Linked DNA regions of Sus scrofa: region 2 is linked to region 1. The links are chromatin contacts, called in public Hi-C maps. All regions are on one chromosome and are shown on one strand. The core of a region is the stretch at or near the end of the contact, and the rest is flanking DNA. Distances in the headings are between cores, read along the strand shown. Region 1 holds the start of GPRC5B (G-protein coupled receptor family C group 5 member B). Region 2 holds the start of TMC7 (transmembrane channel-like protein 7).

The links. A called contact is a pair of places that touch in the nucleus more often than the background predicts.
Region 2: a Hi-C map of fetal skeletal muscle shows a contact between it and region 1, with 2.2 times the contacts expected there. The contact joins the promoter of TMC7 here to the promoter of GPRC5B in region 1. A contact is called at or near these places in 5 of 47 Hi-C or Micro-C datasets (embryonic fibroblasts, fetal skeletal muscle, mesenteric adipose tissue and 2 more).

The regions. Positions count from the first base shown.
Region 1 is chr3:25,868,798-25,872,148 of Sscrofa11.1, forward strand. It overlaps GPRC5B (G-protein coupled receptor family C group 5 member B), which reads left to right and starts at 1,572. Exons shown (of 4, transcript XM_021086531.1): 1 at 1,572-1,758.
Region 2 is chr3:26,304,591-26,307,941 of Sscrofa11.1, forward strand. It overlaps TMC7 (transmembrane channel-like protein 7), which reads left to right and starts at 1,586. Exons shown (of 16, transcript XM_021086539.1): 1 at 1,586-1,761. The coding sequence starts at 1,695.

The DNA of each region.
Region 1 (3,351 bases), core at 322-2,821:
CGCAGATAATGGGTCCTTGGGTCCCTGAACTTTTGAGTGGGAGATAATAGCCTCCTTCATTTTCACCCTTTGCTTCCCAAAGTATCATCACCCAAAGATAAACTGATCATCACATCCAGGGTTCCTCTGTACAATGGGCTAGGGAAAGGAATATAACTGCAACTGTAATATTAATCAATTCACAGGAACAGCTTTCCCACGCCAGCTGATGGCTTGGAAAAGTGAATTTACTCAGGATTACAGAAGGAAAGAAAGGAATCTCGGCGTCAGTTCCACTAGACACCACAAGGGGGCGGTACCCATCCATGTTCCAGTTTTCCAGTTCCCGGACTCTGAGGAGGGGTCGTCTCGCAAATGTCTAAAGATCGTCTCCTGAGTGCCAGACCCTATTCCAGGCGCTGAGGATACGTCAGCCAATAAAACCGGGAATTTTTTGGTTTCGTGGTACTTCTCCATTTTTCCTTAAACTTAAGATGAGTTGTTTGGAAAGATGCAGGTCCGAATGGTACGTCGCCTGACCATAGAAAACCGCCTTGGCCTGGCCGCAGGCTCGAAGGTAGGGATGCGAATATCTGAAAGGTCAGTGCTCCCCAAAGATCAGGGTCTGCAGCTGTCCCCAGAAGGGAGTGTTATTCGGCAACCCACCTTCCTGCGTACCTCCCCCTGTTGTGTCTTGTAGGGCCAAGATGGGGGGGTGGGGTGGGGGCGTCTTATCCACAGCACAGAGGGGTCCTCAAAGTTCTGGGGACTTTGGAAGGAAGACCTGGGGAAGCTGGTCTGAAGCTGGAGAGCAGCTCCCAGGCCGGGTAGGCTCATGCTGACCTCGGACAGGAGCCAGACTCTGTGTCGAGGTCCCAGCCGCCCTGAACCACTTTCTTCGAGCAGGTCCCGTGGCTACCCCATGGGCGCGCGTCCCTCCTGTGCCCTGAGCGTCTGCGGAGTGCCAGGTGTGTGCGCAGGGAGATCGTGGACGAATGCGTGTGATGTGTGTGGCGGCGGTGGTGGGATCCTGAGCATGGACCCATGTGAGGAGTACTCCGTGGACGTTCGAGTATGTTTGGGGGCGGCCAAGGACGCGGGTGTAGGGCTCAGGATACGTGAAGGGACAAGAGTCCTTTGGGAGGGGCGAGGATTTAGAGTGTGCCCAGGCGGGAAGGGGCTGCCTGGTTGGATACTGGGGCATTTGTGACTTTGGAAGGAGCGCGGCGGAATCCTCTCTGCGCCCCGGCTCTTGCTGGGATATAGTGGGGAAGTCTCTGTTTAGGAAGCCACGTAGGAGAATGTGCTGAGCTGGGGGGCTCCGTGTGTGTGTTTCCGCAAGTACATCAACCTGCGGATGTGTCCGGCATGTCCAGACTGCTTATGGGCGCACTGTGGATATGCAGGGAGTATTCTCGAATCGGGGACGCTGCAGGGGGCTCGTCTCACAGCGCCGCCGGCCAAGAGCGAGGAGCTTGAGCGGAATTCAACTGGGAACAAGCAGCCCTGCGGCGGCCCCGCCGGGGGCGGGGCTCGGAGGCTCCGGGGGGCGGAGCTCCAGGGGGCGGGCCGGCTGGAGGGGCGGGGTCGTGGCGGCTGCAGCTGCGCTGGCCGGGCCAGGGGGCGCCTCGCGCGGCAGCGGCTCCTGAGTGCGATGCAGTGAGGCCGGACAGGCTGGCGGGCGGGCGCGCGCGGGGCTGGGGCCACGGCGGCGCTGCAGAGATGTGACTAGAGCCGAGGGCCAGCGGGAGCGTCGGCGCTTCGGGGCCGCGGGGGTCGGTGAGTGCGAGCGGCGCGGGTGGGGTGGAGGCGCTGCGGGGACCCCAGAAACTTTTCCCGCCCGGACTTGGGAGGGTTGAGGTGAGGTCTGCTTCTGTGCTAAGGCCCCCCAAGGGGTTAATCTGCTGGGTGAGATGGGGGATTGGAGGGGGGGACTACAGTGCCAAGAGAGAGAGGAGCCGCAGAGGGTGGGGTGGGGGGTTGGGACCTTTCGGGGGGAGGGGTGTACCCGGACCGGGAGGAGATCCAAGTCCCTGAGGAGGGTCCTGGGGCCACCAGAGGCAAAGGTCAACTGGGAATGTAAAGGAGCCCAGCCGTGCCCGGGTGATTTGTGAGGGCAGCCGCGGGCAGGTTTGGGGGCTGCGTGGCAAGCCGGTGGGCCCTGACCACACGCAGGGCAGACGGAGCTGGGGGCACAGGGGCCGAGCTTTGGGGTTGAGCTGCCGCACCTGCCGCAGGGGCTAGGGGCCAAGCTCCCAGCCGGCCGTGGCTGCGCACTACGGGACCAAGAGGGGGACACTGCAGGCCAAAAGAGGCAGAGCTGAGACCTGGGACCGGGGGACAATTGAGGGGCAGCTGCATACAATGGCGGGGGAGAGGGGTCGGCTAGCTTTTCTGTTCCAGCCTGGCTAGAGGTGAGCCAGCCCAGTGCTGCATCCCCACCCCTTGGCGGACACGGGGTTCCAGTCCTCTGCATCCCAGGTTCCTTACTGCTTGCACCCGCCTTGGCGGGCTGGGGGTGGGGTGGGAGGGAGCTGGTTAACTAGCCAGGGAGGGGGGTGCCGACCTTGCTCCGGAGGAGGACTCTAGCACAGCCGGAAGGTTCTTTCCCTAGCTCTGTCACTCCCAGGCCTCGCCAATACCACCTCCCACCCCCCACTCCGCAACTTGTCCCCAGTTCGCTAAGGGGCGGCTCCTTGGAGCGCGGACAAAGGCCCCTGGAGCGTGGCGGGCAGCGGCGTCCCCGCCTGGGGCCCCGGGCCACGCGCCACATTGGCTGCTCAACTGCACCAGGTTGGGGGGGGGCACCTGAGCAAAGAGAGCCCTGGAGGAACTGGGGATCCTTGCAAAGACTAGAGAAGTAGGGGAGGGACCTGGCACAAAAGCCTTGGAACTTCAGCGGAGGAATCTTGATTCGGAAGTTTCCCCAGGGGTGGGGGCTTTCGGGGGAATTCAGAGCTGGAGTGAAACTGCCAGCAAACGGCATGTAAATAGAATGCAAATCGGCATCTGTGGCTGGGGAGTCCTCCCCCCGGCGAATTTTGCATGGAGACTGTGGAGTTTCCTATTTGTTCCCTGCTGTCTGGACAGGGGTCAGCTGAGTTGGGAAGTGAAAAGATGGAAGGGGAGGGAGTCGCCATTTGGGACGCGGGCAGCAGCCAGACAAGCAGTCTTGTTAGAAAGAGAAGCTCCAAATCTTTATGGATTCATGTGTTATTTCAATAAATGCGCCAGCCGGATGTGCCCAAAGTGGGTCTGGGGCGCTACAGTGTACGAAATGGATAAACCCCTGCTCCTAGGGCCCTAGGGAGGTGGGTGAACCCTAAATAAGTAACTAAATTGTAAGTGGGTCGAACTTCCGATGGGGATAAG
Region 2 (3,351 bases), core at 336-2,835, 440 kb after region 1:
GATTTGACCCCTAGCCTGGGAACTTCTACAAGCGGTGGGTGCAGCCCTGAAAACAAAATAAATAAATAAACAAATAATTTTCTGACTTGGAATAGTTTTAGAGTTACAGAAAATTGTTGAGAATAGCACAGAGAATTTCCATACACTCAAACTCAGTTTCTCTGATTATTACTCTCTTACCCCATCAGTGATAGATGAGCCATGCCTACACATTATTATTAAAGTCCATACTTTAATTTTTTCCAATTTAAGTCAATTTTTATTTTATATTGGAGTATTAAAGTCCATATTTTATTCAGATTTGCTTAGATGTTACTTTTCCTGTTCCACATCCCATCCTAGCAGCCACCTTACACTTGAGTGGTCATGGATCCTTAGGCTCCTCTTGGTTGTGACAGTTTCTGACTTTCCTTTTTTATTTTTTTTAAGGCTGCACCTGCAGTATATGGAAGTTCCCAGGCTAGGGGGCGAATTGGAGCCACAGCAACATGGGATCTGAGCCACATCTGCGATCTGCTCACAGCAACACCGGATCCTTAACCCACTGAGTGAGGCCAGGGATCAAACCTGCACCCTCACAGATACTAGGCAGGTTTGTAACCACTGAGACACAACGAGAACCCCTGACTTTCCTCGTTTTTAACGACCTAACAGTTTTGTGGAGCTTATCAGGTATCCTGCAGAATGTCTCTCAGTTGGGGTTTGTCGGATGTTTCCATGATGAGGCTGAAATTATGGGTCTGGGGGAGAAAGACCCCACAGGTAAAATATCATTTCTATCACATCATATCAAGGATGCATATCATCAATATGACATCACTGATGATTCTGACTTTGTGATCATCTGTCTGGGAAAGTGTTTGTCAGGGATTATTCAGTTAAATACTTGCCCCGCCCTCCCTTTCCACACTGTCGTCTTTGGAAGGAAGTCACTGTATGTAGTCTACACTTAAAGAGGGCGGAGTTAGGTTCCACTTCCTTGAAGTGTCTAGAAATTATTTGGAATTCTTCTGCATAGTAGACTTAGCTACACTTTGTTTAATTTGGCAGTTACTTGTATTATATACAAATGTATATACAATTTCTTCAGTATTTATTTGGCAATTCCTTTGAATTCTATCTTTTAAACGTGGATAGAGGCAGAGATGTGGATATGGTGCAAAATTTTAAAAATATATATTATAGAAAAATCCTCCCTCCTACCTCTCTCCCCCAGCCTCCTAGCTCTCCACTCGAGAGACATCTTCTGTATTTACAAACAAGTACGGTCCCTTTCTTTTTTTTCTTCCCTTTTTGTACTCAAATGGTAACTTACTCGATACACTTGTTTGGAGTCTTTGATTATTTTTATTACACTTTTTAAAAACTGGAAGGTCGCCCCTCAGCGCGGCCGCTGGATGGAGCCGTCCGGGGTCTCTCAGGCTCTCCAGCCGCTCCTCCCATCCCGGGTGGGCGACGCGCCGGAACCGCACCTTCCCGCCGCCCCCGGCTGTCACCTCGCCTCCCAGCTCCGGGCCCCTCGGGTGGTCCAGCGCGGGGCGGGCGTGGGAAGGGCAGCCCGGCGCCCCGCCCCCGCCCCCGCCTCTGTGACGTCAGCGCCGGAACCTGGAATCCCGGCTCCCGAAGCGAAGGCGGGGAGGTGGCGGCGGCTGGAGCTGGTCTCCCGCGGCCTCTCGGCGGCGCTGGGCACAACCATGAGCGAATCCAGCGCTAGTGGGCTCCCACCCGGCAGACCCAGCAGGCAGCCCTTCATCCACCAAGGTAGGGCGGCGGGGACTGGGTTCCCCAACTTGAGGGGGGACAGCGGGTCTTTCTTATTGGTGCTCTCCCTCCCTCCAGCCCATCCTCACCCAGGTCAGAGAGCGCATGCTCTAACCCCCGGCGCGCTTGAATGGGAGTCGCGACCGTGGTGAGTTCGCCGTCCCAATTCTGGTGGAGGGATCCCGGCGTCTTCGTAAACGCGTCCCATACGTGAAACGAAAGGCTGTGAGATCCTTGCCAGCCCGAACATTGTGATACGCGGTGCTTGCCTCCCAGCCATCTCAGGCTTTATGATGAGACGCACTTAGAAGTGAATTCTGCCTCGGCTGTTTTCTTGCTGTGTGAGCTTTGCTAAGTGGCTTGCTCTCTCTGAACCTCAGATACCTCAGCAGTAAAATGAGAAGAGGATGTAGGTGGGGTTAGTTGGGAGAGGAATGTGTGAAGTACCTAACCTAGGGTACAGCTCTGTGAATTTTTACGTAAATGGGTACAACCGCGACCCAGCCAAGTCAGAAAAGTTGCCAGTCCCCAGGCAGGCTTCTTTGCAGCATTTGTATCTTTTATTTGCCCTTCACAAAACACAAGACACCACTGTGGGTTTTATGTGCAGTGTTTTTTGTTTGTTTGTTTGTTTGTTTTTCTGTTTCAATTTGAGAATAGAGATTTTGCTACCTGGATTTACAGTACAACTTGAGTGTAGTTAGATATGGGCATTGGGCCCTTCGGATTGGATTGATCGCAGCATTTAGAAGAAGCAGAAAAGGAAAAGACACTCAAACTCTGGCAACTTGTTCAGAAATCAGAGAAAGAAGTTAGACCGGGTTTGATGCTAATTCGTTTCTGATGTATAATCAACAGTGCTGGCATCAGTTCAGTTTCAGCCTTTCAGTAATAGCTATTCAAGTATTTTCGAGTTGATATTTATTTATCTTCCTCTTGTATTATCACAACTCGTCACCTTTAGGGCACCAATCTTGGTTTCCCATACAGAGGGCATGAGATTCGTCTTTCTTGGTTCTTTGCTGGGTGTTTAAGGGCACTTTTCTTATGAGTATTATAAGCATCTTCCTATGAGTATTATAACTAACCCCTCTAATTAAAAGGTCTCCCCCTGCCCTTGGACAGATGATATTTTGTGACCTTGTACCCGCTGGCATGAGAGGGAGACTCAGAAGGGACTGTTCATATCTTTGTAGCACTTTGCAAACCATGATATACTGTTGGGCATCATGGGAGGAAGGTTGGAGCAAGCGAGGAGACAGGGCATCTGGTTTACAGAAATGGGAAATGTGTATCCTTGTGAATGATAAAACAGATCACAATGCTTGCCTTCTTTTATTTTTTTGTCTTCTATTTTTTTTTGTGTCTTTTTAGGGCTGCACCCAGGGCATATGGAGGTTCCCAGGCTAGGAATCACATCGGAGCTGTAGCCCCCTGCCTATTGCCATAGCCACAGCAGTGCCAGATCTGAGCTTCGTCTGTTACCTACACCACAGCTCACGGCAACACCGGATCCTTAACCCACTGAGCGAGGCCAGGGATTGAACCCGCAACCTCATGGTTCCTAGTCGGATTCGTTTCCACTGTGCC